Linked DNA regions of Mus musculus: region 1 is linked to region 2. The links are chromatin contacts, called in public HiChIP or PLAC-seq maps. All regions are on one chromosome and are shown on one strand. The core of a region is the stretch at or near the end of the contact, and the rest is flanking DNA. Distances in the headings are between cores, read along the strand shown. Region 1 has its middle 360 kb from the start of Zfat. Region 2 has its middle 480 kb from the start of Zfat.

Evidence for each region. HiChIP or PLAC-seq counts read pairs in DNA pulled down with a chosen protein or histone mark.
Region 1: an H3K27ac HiChIP or PLAC-seq map of bone marrow-derived dendritic cells shows a contact between it and region 2, with 5 times the contacts expected there. The contact joins two enhancer-like sites. A contact is called at or near these places in 6 of 484 Hi-C or Micro-C datasets (the N1E-115 cell line, bone marrow-derived dendritic cells, bone marrow-derived macrophages and 2 more), 3 of 115 datasets of contacts at active chromatin or transcription factors (bone marrow-derived dendritic cells, fibro-adipogenic progenitors and microglia) and 1 of 9 other capture datasets (bone marrow-derived macrophages).

What each region holds. Positions count from the first base shown.
Region 1 is chr15:67,897,508-67,904,758 of GRCm38.p6, reverse strand. No RefSeq gene overlaps it. Among named protein-coding and RNA genes, the nearest start is that of Zfat, 360 kb to the left of the region's middle. Within about 2 kb of position 1,573, at least 45 of the 459 cell types and tissues checked have an H3K27ac peak or open chromatin away from gene starts, as enhancers often do. A contact at or near this core is called in bone marrow-derived dendritic cells and bone marrow-derived macrophages, where this site is marked.
Region 2 is chr15:67,779,878-67,786,820 of GRCm38.p6, reverse strand. No RefSeq gene overlaps it. Among named protein-coding and RNA genes, the nearest start is that of Zfat, 480 kb to the left of the region's middle. Within about 2 kb of position 5,685, at least 62 of the 459 cell types and tissues checked have an H3K27ac peak or open chromatin away from gene starts, as enhancers often do. A contact at or near this core is called in bone marrow-derived dendritic cells and bone marrow-derived macrophages, where this site is marked.

The sequences.
Region 1 (7,251 bases), core at 324-2,823, 120 kb before region 2:
GAGTAAATGGCTCCAGCAGTTGCTGGGAACTTCCTGCCTTCCTCCCCACCTAGGATCAGTTCACTGTGGCTGGAAGACACCCTTAAATATGCCTGATTGATTCCATTTGTGATTAGCATGTTGTTATTGAACACGTTTATAACTTGTATCTGAATTTATGTAAGGCTACCGGTCCTCAATAAGCCAAAAATAAAATGTAAATCAGAAAGAGGGGTTTGATGCGAAGTTGTCACATTGGAAATAGGGAAAAGAAATCCTGAAGACCCCTTATGTCTTAGGATTTTATTATTTTTAAGTGTCTTTAAAGACTGAGCCAAGTATAGACAAAAACCAGCCTCCACTTCTCACAGGGATATCTCTCCATATTATAGACCACAGTGGGAGGGAAGAAAGGACTCTTAAATACTCCAAAATTCAGGTGATATGGTATCTTATCTTTTTGGAGAAGCTGGAAGATGCTAGAACACATACAAATAGTTAAATCCTTTGAAATGGTTTTAAAGCATTTTTGAAATAAGGTAAAATATAAATAAAAGCAAGTTGACATCTATAAGAACAGATAAACTAAAGCTAAATAGTGGCTCCTTTACAAAGAAAAATAGCTGCTTGTAAGTGGTGATAAATACCATTTTAAAATCCTGTGACATTTTCTGTACAAGGGATTTCTTTCAAATAGGCTTTGGGCAAAGTTCACCTTTTCATTTTAGGCATAATCAAGTGGTACATGTAAGCCTGCATGATTGTTTTCTGGTTACCAAAAGTATCTGTCATCTCATTTGATTCCAACAATGGAGTAAATTGTGACCATTTATCCACTGTGTCATATGTGCACGTACTCGTGGGAGGCAAAAGATTCAGGTTCAAAGAGATCTTAGTTGTAGCTTTAAGAGGCTCAGATTCTAGTTGCATCATGGATATTAATAAGACTGTAGCCAGAGAAGGGACAGGAACTGGAGAGGCAGGAGCGTGTGTATGTGTGTGCATGTGCATGCATACTTGTATCTCTCTCTCTCCCTCTCTCTCTCCCTCTCTCTCTCTCTCTCTCTCTCTCTCTCTCTCTCTCTCTCTCTGTGTGTGTGTGTGTGTGTGTGTGTGTGTGTGTGTAGGTTGGAGGAGAAAGATGCTTAGATGGAAGCATGAAGAAATATGGAAGTTTGGGAAGTAAAACATGGAGGATGAGGTTGCATATGTAGAAGTAATCGATAGGATTCCTGGAGGCAGCTATATATATGGGAGTAAGTGACAAGGTATGTATGGCTGACCACATCCTGACCAGTGGTCTTAGTAAGATATAGGAGCCAGTTTTAAGTTCTGAGATGAGTGCAGAGTGTTGAAGTTAGGTAGATGCTAGGATGGAGGTGGTAGAGTAGGTATTAGGTGATGGTGGTATCAAAGGGTGAGTGCTTACATGAAGAGGCATGGCATGAATGGAGCTTGTGTTCTGATTCTTTGTATTCTAGGCCATTTGCTTTCCTTCTTATTGCTAAGACTTCCTTTTCTCTAAGGCGATACCTCCCCCATTCAATTCAGCTGTGTCTAGAGCCTTTGTGGGTGGAGGAACTTGCCCAAGAGGAACTGTCTTGCCAAGAGGAACTGTAGATGTGCCACAGGCTGTTAAAAGGTCAAAAGCTTCTGTGGGCCTGTCACTTGGGTTTTCTCATTCTCCTGTGAGTCTGGAAGACACTCAAGGCAGCACCAGACTTCAGATTGCCTTCTAGAGGAGTCTAGAACCCATCGTAGACTTCTGCAAATCCTTGTTCCAGGGCTCCATTCATAGAGTCAGATGGATGGAATGGCAATCTCCGCTCCCTTTGATGCAAAGGTGTCTGAAAAAGGAATTCTGTGAGGGGGAAGAATACCTGCTACACGATGCCATGTGTCTGTGTCTCTGCATTCAGGTCTTTGAGTGTTTTTGAAACATAGGATCAGTTGCCAGTCTTCCTAAGTTGAAATTCTGACTTTGTTACTTAGTCTTCGCATTGAAATGGGGTATTTAATCAACCCTCAATTTTCTCATTGGTAAAATCGGGATGACACAGGGTCGGTGAATATGAAATGCTTGCAAATGCTTTGTAGGCATCAGCCAGTTACCAGGTATGAGAGCCAAGCTTTGCTCTCTACCTGCAAAAGTGCAGAGACCTGTGTTTGGATTTGTCAGTCTAAGAGCCCATTGTCCTTAAAGTCCAGAGATGTGGTTTAGAATCACCTTTTCTGTGGGTGACCTTTGTGACTTGGGATGTATTACTTAATCTCTTTAAGACTTGCAGTGTCCTTAAAAGATCATAGCCACACACACTAGAACTATCTCTCAGTTGAAAGGATTGATTGTGACAGTACCAGAGACGTGCTCAGAATGCAGCCTAGCTTAATGTGATTATGTGTGTGTGTGTGTGTGTGTGTGTGTGATTATGTCTGGTAATGCATGCTTTAAATGGCTTATTCATTCATTCACGCACTCAAGAAACATCTTTTGATCATTTGTTTTATATTTTGTTTTATCCATTGACTTTTGAGTCAGGGATAAATAAAAATTTATTTTCTCAAGTAATTCTAATCATGACCACTTAAATTCCACCACAGCCCTCTACAAGAGGGATTTATTTCTTAGTTTTTCAATATGGAAATCTAAGGCTAAGAATGGTGAAGTCTTTTAATTATAGTAGTCAGGGTCAAACTTTGGAAAACTGGAAATAGAGCCAGGATTTCAACCAAAGACTTCCGAGTGTGCCTTTTTTGATTGAAGTCAGCTTGTCTAAACCCATCAGTGTGAATGACAGTTACAAAGCTGGCTAGTGTCTGTCATCCTTGTTTTGAATTTTTGCTGAGATTCTTGCTGTAACAGTAAGAGCATGTTCTTCTTCACACACATGAGGATGCTGAGGACACAGGATGTTATAAGCACCATAGTTTACAGACCTAGAAAGAGGCAGAGCCAGGAGACAATGCAGGAATCTGTCCTGTGCTCCATGGGGCTGCCTCTATGCTGAATATCTTATCCAATGGTCACTTCTGCAATGTCACTACTCTCTCCTGACCTAGGCCCAGATCTGCTTGTTGATTCCCTGACAGTGAATTTCTTCCACAGCTAGCCTTTGAGGTTGGGAAGAAGAGTGACAGACAGGAGTTTTCTCCTCTCTCTGTATGTTCACTTTGGCCAAGCTGACTCGTGATATTCATACAGGGTGGGGAACCAGAAAGAGCTGACTCCACCAGCAGCTGCACATGGTCCCAATCAGCACCAGGGGGCCCTGGGGGGTCTTCTTTCCTTTGCCAATCTACAAACAGATTGACATGAACTTGGCTGGCATGTCCTCTCCAAGTCCGGTGGGACAAGAGATGGGGCGTCATTCTCCCAACTTCTTTTCCAGATGGTTGAATCCAAGACAGAAAATGAAATGAGCCTGAAAATATGCTGCTTGGAAGAGCCCCAGGGTTCTGGAACATCATGATGGCTGGGCAAGAACGGTTCTCTCCCACGGAGTCAGGCTCGGTGGGACAGCCAGTGAGAAGAATAGATCATGCAATGAGAATGAAATTGCTTCTGGACGCAGGGCTTCAGCTCTGTGGTTTCAACTCCCATCAGCCAGCAGCACTGCGGCTTTACTCAAGCAGCACACTGTGCCATCCACTAAGCGAGTGCAAGAAGAGTCGGCAGAGGCAAAGTCTTCCTGATGAGTCCACAGCTGCATTTGGCAAGAGCACATTAGCTTGTGGAATCGGGCCGAAGAAGAGCCTCAAAATAATAAAAGGCAAGAATTTTGTTTTGTTCTTTTCTACAAAGTGAGTATATTCTACTTATATCACAGGTGAGAATGGTTTGAAGGTTAGCCATACTGAGGACCTACTGTGTGCTTACACAGGCCTATTCAGGATCTCTTCATTCTTTTAGAAAAGATGTTGTCATCAAGTGAATACACACTCAGTTACAGAAACATCGATGTTAGGTTACCCTGACCTAAAACAGCCAATCCTTGGCTGGGGTTTAAAGAATCAGAGGCAGAGTTCTGATGATGTGGCCTTGGATTCAGCTCTCTCCATAGTCAGACTCTTTCTTAAGATATTTCAATGTCTTTATTCAATCAGTATGAAGGGTGAGTGAGCTGAAAGCAGGCTTGATGCAAAGGACAGAGCCAACTTCAGACAGTATACTTTCTCCAGCACCAAAGATCTTCCTGCTGCTTCTGAATCGCTCTCCTGACCCCTGGGGCCAGTGCTGCCATGCTCAAAGAAAACGAAACACTCAATCTTCCTAAGATTTGCATGGGCTGGAATTTCCAGGAAACACTATTTCTTCCTAGGAGCAGCTCTAAAGCTGTGGGGAATATGAGAGGACATATTAAGACCTCAGCCCTCTTCTGCCTAGGGTTGGGATGATTCTGAGGTTGGATTTTAACTGTACTCCTCAGTTTATTCTTGGGACTAAGCTCTAGTGGCTCACTTTAGCAACTGTCTTAAAAACAACTCTTTCTGGTCCCTGATCCCGTCCTGGATCATGGTCCTTATTCCCTATCAATGTACCTTGTATTGACAATAGGCAGTTTGTTCTTCAATTCATTATGTAAAGCAACACTCACCAAACTGTCATGCATGGAACGGATCCAGTCTGCTGCTTGATTTAAATAAATAAGGTGTGGTTGCTTCAGTTACTTTTCTAGTGGCTAGAAAGAAGCAACTTAAGAAAGAAAGGATTTTGATCTCATGTTCAGATCCCACAGCACACCAGAGAGGGCATGGTGTAACCGAGGGACGACCATGCGTCATCTGCAGCAGCTGCAAAGTGAGAAAGCACCTCTTTCACATCTTGGCTGATTGGGAAGCAGAAAGCATGGGATCTGGATCTAAAGCAGGGCCTGGCCATAACCCTTTAAGGCTAACCCCTGGGGTTCCGTTTCTGCTGGCCAGACCCCACACTCAAAAAGGAGCAGCACCAGCTGGAAACAGGACCAGATGTCTAAACACGGGAGCCTGCAAGCAGGGATGATGTCATATGGTGACCATGGCCATGCATGGAGGGGATACTGATGAAATCACTACAATCACTAGTTTACAATGATGATGAATGGTTAAAAAGCCTTGAGAAGAGAGAATTTGTATAAAGGAAACTGACTTTGGAGGGAGAGCTGAAACCTCTAGTCATTGCTGAAGGAGGATCCTAAGAGTATACTCACTGCCTCACATACTTCCTGTTTATTTTTGATGAAGTAATAATAATTATTCCCCAAAGCTCTGTTAAGATGTTGCGGTCCTTGTACCTCCATGGGCTTTTCTTAATCTTTAAGCTCCAGGCTCCCACTCCTGTTATGTTCCTTCCCTTTCCCAGCCTTTATAGGACACAAAGCTCTGGCTCCTTTCATTTATCAGTCTGGGAGCTTCTGGAAGACTGAGCCCAGGCCTCACTCTCTCTGCTAGCTCCTCTAAGTTGAGAGGCATACTATTTTCAGCTGGCATCTCAACCAATGCTCTTTAAATCAAATGATGTTGCAATCCACCCACTCCTGCCAGCTTTCTCTTTTGGCAACCAGTGCTGTATGCACACAGAGCCAATGAGGCTGGAGGCGATCCAACTGCCATGGCCTCTGCCTTACCCACCACTCTCCCCAAGCTAGTTGGCTTGGATGCACATGAACTTGATCCTATGACCTTGAATTCATTATCTCTGCATGCCAGCTCCCTGAGTTAGTCAATTTGAGACAGATGGATGTTCGAAGCCAGTCACTGGCATCTTCAGCAACCGTTGCCTAGAGTTTAAACTTTCTTCTAATTGATTCTGATTATCCCTGCCTTGGCCTATTCAGGGTGTGAGGCTTGAGAAAGGCTTTCTCAGTTCCCAGAGGCTTTTCCAAAGCCTGGAGAATAATCTAAACATTTAATCTAAAGATTTCCAGAAGGGCAACTTTTCATATGCACCAGGAAGTCTTCTGAAATGTGTTAAGCAATCATTCCATTCCTGCTGATGGATGAAATGCTGGCATCATTATCATAATGTTGTGCTGTATTATTTTGGCTGAAGATTATATTGGGTTTTTGACAAGAGGAGCAAAGTGGCAAATTGCAATAGACCACAAGAGAAATTAGTTATAATTCATTAGATACAGGCACCCCTTGAGAGAATAATAACAATAACAGTAATGTAGACAGCCCCCTACTAAGTTTCTCATCAGGATGTAGGACTCAGGGTGGATAATGTTCTGATTACACTGCTGGGTTGATAGATCAAATCTTGACTCCATTGATGAATGAACATCAATCATGCTGGCATATCTGATGGAGCCAAATCACCTGTCAATTTGATGGTTGCTTTGAAAAATTTATCATCCCTCCAAGAACAGTCACTCATTCCAACACCTGCACCCCAACAACCAAGGCTGTCAATGGGTTTTGAACACTTTTGTGTGTGTGTGTGTGTGTGTGTGTGTGTGTGTGTGTGTGTGTACCAGTATCCCTACTCTATGGAATTGACCATTTTCTCCTGAGGGTTCTGGCAGTGATGCCTTAGAGTTTCCTTGATACTTGAATGTGTGAATCTGGGCCAAACTCTGTGCAATTAAAGGATTAATTTGTGGAAGATTTCTTTCAAATATAAATATGAATTTTGTCTCATTTAGCTCAAGTAGAAAGACAAAGCTAGATTCTAATGTACAAGGCTTTAATTTAGAACCTATTGCTGAGAAAGAAAGAAACTTTGGTGTGATGTGTGCATATATGAATATGTGTGTGTGTGTGTATAGTGTAAGTATGTGTGAATATCCATGTGTATGCATATGTTGTATATTTATGCATATGCATTGTTGCATGTATTTGGTTTTAGTGATAAGGGTATGTCTGTTGACATACATGAACTTTTATTTTTTCTATATCTGTACCCCTGTGTGCATGTATGCACTCATACACACATATATAAATATGCTCATACAAACACATATATAAATATGCTCATACAAACACAGAACATATACATGTATATATAATTATATATACAATTATACAAATATACCAGTACATTTTCATAATTTATTCATTCATACATGCAGTATAAACATATACATGTAAATATGCCTTCACATAGTATTTACATGATACACATACATGATAGTATTTACATGATACACATACATGATAAGCATATATTTGTCTACTTACACAAGTATACATGTTCACATAAACAAGTATACAGATGTGTAAACACTTTTAGATATCATACACATATGTGAGTCAAACATATCACAAAATCATGCCTATGATGCACATAAC
Region 2 (6,943 bases), core at 4,436-6,935:
ATCTTGCATCTATTGAATGGGCTCAGATATGTGAATATACTCCTGCATTTCTGTCTTCCATCTCCGAGGCATGCCAGTGGCCAAAGATCATAGAAGGCAAAACAAGCAATGGTCATTTATGTGTCAGTCAGTTCAGGCTTCCAGAATGAAACACGATATATGGGGTACTGAAAACAAAAGAGATTGATTCTCTACTGATTTTAAAAATCTCAGAGGCTCCAAATCAATTATCCAGTTGCTTTAGTTCCTATTATCGGCTTTCTTCTGGCTTGTTAATGGGGCCTTCTCAACTCCATCCTATTCTGCAAAGAGATTCTCTTCTCTTTTTCCAACTTCTATTCCTTTTTCTTTTCTTTTCCTCTATTTTCATCTCCCTCCTCCTTTCTTCTCTTTTCCTTTCTTCCTCTCTCCCCTTTCTTCCTGCCCTTTCTCTTCTCTTTCCTCCCTCCCTACCTCCTTCCTTCTTTGTCTCCCTCTTCTCCTCCCTTCTTTTCTTGTTTCCCTCAGAGTCTGACTACATGGCTCAAGCATGCCTGGGACTTGTTATGTAGTTTAACTGGCCCAGTCTCCTGTGTGTTACAGGCATGCATGCCACTCTAGCCTCTATTTCCCGCTTCTTAAAAAGCAAGCATTTTTTTTTTTTTACCAGACTTTAACCTTAAACCCATGTTAAGTCTTAATTCTCCCTATAAGTTCTGTTGACAAATACATTATGCAAATAGGTTGGCACTTCAGCATATGATTTGAGGAGACCATCAGTCCACAGTAGCTCCCTTGCAGAAGTTATCTGGCATGTAGTGAACAGTCAGAATATGCAGGTGTTTATCATTCAATTACTTTTAATACTCTGACAGAAAATAGCAGGATTAAGTGAACTATAGTTACCTAAGCAAAAGAGGAAATGTTCATATAATAAGAAAGTGTTATCTTTCAAATACAGGTTGGGGATGAAACTGGCTTTCAGGAAGTTTCTAGAAATGAAAAAGTGAAGCCAGTATCTCTTCCTGTCTCTTCCCATCTCCTGTACACACACCATTGTCCACTGGGTTCCCCTCCCTTATGGTATTGAGTGGCAAAGATTGCTGTGTTTACTGCCCTCATGCTGCTGTTTGCTGTGGAGAGCTAGCCTAAACTCGGTCACTTGCTGGCTGACTTCCAAACATTCAATAAGAAAGGAAGCCGCTGTGCTTGATCTGAGGTCTGTAGCTGCTCTATGCCTAGCAGTTAGAGGCCACAGCCTTTTAGAACCCCAGTGTGCATTTTTATAGAAAAAAAAAAACCACAAAAATCAAAATAAAACTGCTTACAGATAGTGGTTATTTTAAAGTAGTTATTCTCTTATAGGATGTATGTGCTTGGGAATGGGTGGGTAGAAGGTCCTGATGATACTCACAGAGCTGGACTGATCTACAGATGACACCTCCCACTCTGCAGGATCTCCCTATTGTAGAAAAGCTCATAACAGGAAGGTACACACCTTCCTCCTCTCTGTTTCTCCTTTTCTCTTGCTGAGTGGCTTTCTGGCTATAGACTGCTTTTGAAAATTCAGGCTTTTACAATACAACAAATTGCCTCAGGAGCAATTGTTCCAAGAATTGGCAAACTGTCTAGTCAGTCATTCAGTTTTAAAAAGCTAAGTTTTAATGGCTTCAAGCTGTCCCCTGTGCCTCAGGACATCTCACTGCCACCTCCCAGAATTCTCTAGCAGGAGAATGTTTAAGAGACTGGCCTCTTTGGCAACTACAGTTATGGGCTTCCCCATCCCATTGTTTATTTTACACTTTGGTTCCTCTACATCAGATATCTTGAGCTACCTTCATCAGCAATTCACACCAGCTGTGATGATCCAGTGTCCTCTTTCTCTGTACTATCCTAAGGCTAAGCATGAAAACATCTGTTAATATGTAGCAAAATTCTAATGAAGAGTGCTTGAGTGGCATATCTCTTTTGGAGGAAGAGATCGAGGGGACCTGCCCTGCTAACCAATAAGAGGTGATCTCCTGCAAAGCACTCCAGCTTGGAGATGTAGACAGGTGAATGGTTTCCAGCAGGAGACCTTGGGGCTTCTGATAGGCAAGCATCATGGAAAAGTTCTATTTTAAACCAAGGCTACTATAGGGCACAAAGAGAATATTATTTCTGAAACCAGTGAAAAACTTGGAACCTTGCATTGACAAAGCCACTAAGAAATGCTGCTTTACAAATTGATGGCTACTTTCATCTGGTCATTATAAGTAGAAAAAAATAGAGGCAAAATCATGAAGACCTAGATGACATCTATATTAGAAGGTATCTTAAACACCTTAAAGTCTTTCATCTTAAAAAGGATAAACTGTGAGAATAGAGAGTACTTTATGGATATAGTTTATACCAGTTAAGTAGGACTCTAGTAAGGAAGGTGTATTCAAAGCAGCAGCCATGATCTGAGTTCCAGGAGGTAAACACACAAACATGCACATTAACAGTTATGTACATTAAAACAAAATGTTAAGAATACATATGTATCTTTTAAAGTACTCTACTTTCTTTAATTTTTTCTTTGTTTTTAAAGAATTTCATGTATTTCATCAAATGAAGTATGATGATATCTACTGTTTTAGGATTTATATTGCTGCAACACAAACACCATGACCAAAAAAGCAAGTTGGAAATGAAAGCATTCTTTCGGCTTACACTTCCAGATCACAGTTCATGATGGGAGAAAGTCAGGAAAGGAACTCAAGCAGGGCTGGAACCTGATGCAGAGGCCATGGTGGTATGCTGCTTACTGGCTTGCTTCCCATAGTTTGTTTTGTTTGTTTTCTTATAGAACCCAGGACCCCAGTCTGGGCATAGCACTACACACCATGGGCTGGGCCCTACCCAAGTGATCACTAATTGAGAAAATGACTTACAGCTGGATCTCATGGAGAGGCACTCTCTCAACTGAGGCTCCTGACTCTGTGGTGGGCCTAGCTTGTGCCAAGTTGACATAAAAAACAATCTATTATTTTTTAGCCTATTTAAACCCCCTTTCCTCCCGACATATTCCTTCTTGACTTTATGCCTTTTTTTTTTTAATAATGTACAATGTCCACTTCTGCTCTTGAGTGGATGGGTGTGTGGCAGTTGAATGAAACACGAGGAGCCCACCAGTGATCACATCAAAAAAGATGATGGTTTTCCTTCCACTAACAGGTACAAAGTGCCAGTAGCTCCTTAGAGGTGGGGCATTGAGAGCATCTATGTACCTCATCTATTCTAGGATCTTTTTCTATCATGATCTTTTTACTTACTCTATTTTATTAATCATTTTAGCCTTTCACTAAATGTATTTTGATTATATTCATCCCCTGCATCTACTTTTAAGTGCTCTGAGCTCTATCCTAATCCCCCATCTCCTACTTCCTGTCCTCTCCTCCTCCTCTTCTTCCTCCTTGTTCTTCATTTTTCAATAACCCATTAAAGCCAATTTTCTCTGTCAATATACTAAAGAGTGTGGGGTCACATGCTTAAGGATCACTCACTCTTCCTCCCCCAGAAGCCATCAGATGTCTATCACTCCTCAGTCAGGGGTCTAGCTAGCATATTGACTGACTTGATCTTGTGCAGATCTTAAGCAGGAAACAAGAGTTGCTAAGTACTTGCCAAGTCAGAAGACAGAGTTTTGATTTGTGTTCCACAACTGAAGCTCTTAGACTCTTTTCCCTGTTTCTTGATAATCCCTGAGGTTGGTGATGGTATATATGTCCCATATGTGGCTGAGTACTCATTCCACTGACAGGTAATGTGTGAACAAAGAGAGAATTTAAATTCTCAAAATCTCAGTTGCCTTGCCTTAAAAGTGGCTGTAACCCATGTCTCCTAAAGGTGGTTATAGTAAATAATTCCTGAGAAGTGACTGTCACATGTCCTAGCACATTCAAGAAGTACTGGAGACAATGACAGTGGTGATATATATGAATTCATAAGCAGTAAGTGATCACCGTGCACTGGTCTGGACACTGAGACTATGCAGCAGCGAGAACGATACTTGTTATACAAACTCATGAGTTGCCAGGAAACAGAGATGTAGCAAAACAGCTGGGTAGATGCATTCATCAACCTTTATTGAGGGAACACCTGCCAGGCACCAATAAACTACTGTACAAATTGACGTAATTACAGCACCTTGTCCCTGATATCAGAGGCAGTAAAGTCTAGGGGAGGAGACAGGTACTAAATAAATCTCTGCAGGATATCCTGGGAGAATTTTCTGTCCACTGGCTGCACATGCCTGGAATGAATTCCTGGTGAGCTAACTTGAGGTAGAGATTAGGAATATTGTGATAATCCACTGAACAGTTCTTGGAGGGCTATCACCCCACACTGTAGACACCATGACAGATGGTCTAGCAATGGGACATGGGGTGTTTGAAAAAAGATATTCAGGAAGCTATGGGATAGGGAAGTCTGAATTCATCTGGATTTGAGAAAGTGGAATTGCCCCACAAAGCTTCTCAGAGGAAATGGCTTTGTAAAAAAAGAAGATAGTCTCCCAATAGATATGTTAAGGCAGAGTGAGCAAAAGTAACAGGGGTCCAGCTCAGTGGGAGGATCAAGGAGCATGGCTGAATAGCAAAGACTAGGGAGCCCTATAGGAGGGAGCCTCCATCACACAAGAGGTCAAGAAACAATCCTAGCCCACGCATGCATGGAATAGGAACCAGAGTCATTGTGCTTCCTCTGTGTGAAGATGAGGAGAGCAGTTGGTGGAAGTGCTGACTCTGACCTTAACCAAGCTGACTCTTAGGGAAGAGAAAACACCCCTAAGTCTAAAGACATAAGTCCATCAGTGTGTGTGTGTGTGTGTGTGTGTGTGTGTGTGTGTATGTGTGTACTTGCTAAAAGACAACCTCAGGTTTTCCTTCTCAGGAGCCATCTACTTTTCTTTTCCTTTTGAGATAGGGTCTTTCACTGGTAATGTAATCTATCCCCAAGCCCTAAATACATCATTTCCATAAGCAGAAGTTGCAGGAGATGGACTTATTGGTACCTTTGATGTGTCTTCAACTGTGAGTGACATTTTATCAAACAGAATCAAGAAGAGCAGCTCAAGAGAGCCTCAGCAACAGCCATAGAGAAGGAAGCATGAAGAAGCAAAGATAAGTACTCTCAGAGAGAATTGATTCCAGCTTTTATCTTTTTAAGTTCTGCACCTGTAGTCTAATCTCTTATACTTGAATACTTAAAAGAACATTAATCCACACATAAATGAAAGTAGATAATGGCTTAATATTTTTCATGTGTCAGATAATGAACGTTTAAAAAGTGCTTCTAACCCTCTATACATAAGAATCTGAGAAACTTAGCGAAGGAGAGGCTGGATTCATGCTCCTCTCTTCATTGCTAAAACAGATTTGTATTAGATCCCTTGGCGCTGGGGCTATAGGCATTGGTGAGATGTCCTAAATGAGTGCTGAGATCTGAACTCTGGTCCTTAGGATTGGGCAGCAAGCACTTTTAACCATGGGGCCATCTGTTCCACCCCCAAGGGAGCACTGTCTTTGAGAAAATGTTTAATTACTTTAGAGATTTGTAACAGGGATTTAGGGTGGAGTGGGGCACTTGGTGATTGATGTGTAGAGCTAGGAGTTTACAGTGCTATGAGGATAAGGCTACAAGTGTTAAGTCAGTGGCTGTCAAGGAAGTTACTCATTGTCTAGGATGTACAGAATTGCAACATAGCTGAGAAGGACTCAGCTAATGGAGTATGACTAATACTGAGAGCAAGACAGTGTTTCAGATCAGGAAAAGAACTCTTAAAATCATTCGTTTCAAATATCTAAATCTGGAACTGGGAAGCAGCTTAGTGGGTAAACTGCTCACCATGCAAACATGAGAAACTGACTCAGCACCACCAGAACCCACACAAAAGTCCTATTTGGTAGTAAATGTTTACAATGCCAGTGTTGCTAGGACAAAATGAGACACGGAGACAGGAGCTTATTAGGACAAACCCATAAGGCCACTGGGTTTTCCTATGAGGCTGTTATTTTCTAAGTCCTTGGGGCGGGTGGGGCTTCAAGGTTAAAGGTAGGTCTTGAACAGGACAAAGCCAAAGAGATTTGGATGGGACCATAATCTTTAACAAGCCTCCGTGTCCTTCAGTTAACAGGTGCTTCTGAAATATGTTTACTAGAAAAGGCTGTTGGATAATAGATGATTAAAAATAAAAGTCATCTGGCCATGTGATTGCTTTCTATGCACTCAAAATGTTGATACCCTAGCCAAGGTGGTCATGCCAAGACCTCTGAAGTCAATAAACATTAGGAAGATCTAATATGACTTTCAGAGTCATTGAAACACCCTGCTCCTGAACTGGGTTGGAGGTGGAGCCTTTGAAATCCATAAGCCTAAGGCTGCTGGGTGGTTTAGTCACATTACTGCTTAGGCGCTAACTCTATAATTGCATAGGAAAGAGGTCATCTACAGTGAGACCCCGGGGAGTAAACACAGCTAACTATGTTACCGGGATGGTTTTAATGTGTGCTCTGAGATGCAGGCACTCCTTGTGTAAACCAGGTAGGAGCTTGCAGGCTTCGTTCTCATTTCACTGTTTACAATTTGATGCATCTTAAGAGCCATTCCAAACATTTCCTGGAAAATACTTGGCCTTAGAGAACCAGTGTGACCCTTACTGGTGTAGTGTGGGAAAGCCTGGGGTGGCTTAGACTCCCACTGAACTGCTGTATCTTATGGCAAGGATCAACTTCTGACTTAGTGAATGTTGAGTTAGGAATAGAAATCTGGCATTTTTCACCTTTCAGAAAACTGCCTTCTGGGAAACAAAGGACTACAGTTAGAATTATATGTATCTTTTAAGATCTTGCTTAATATTGGATGTATTTTTTTAAGGATAGAATAAAAGTGATGATTTTTCTTTTTCTTTTTTTTTTAATTATTGAAGTGGTTCGTTAACCTT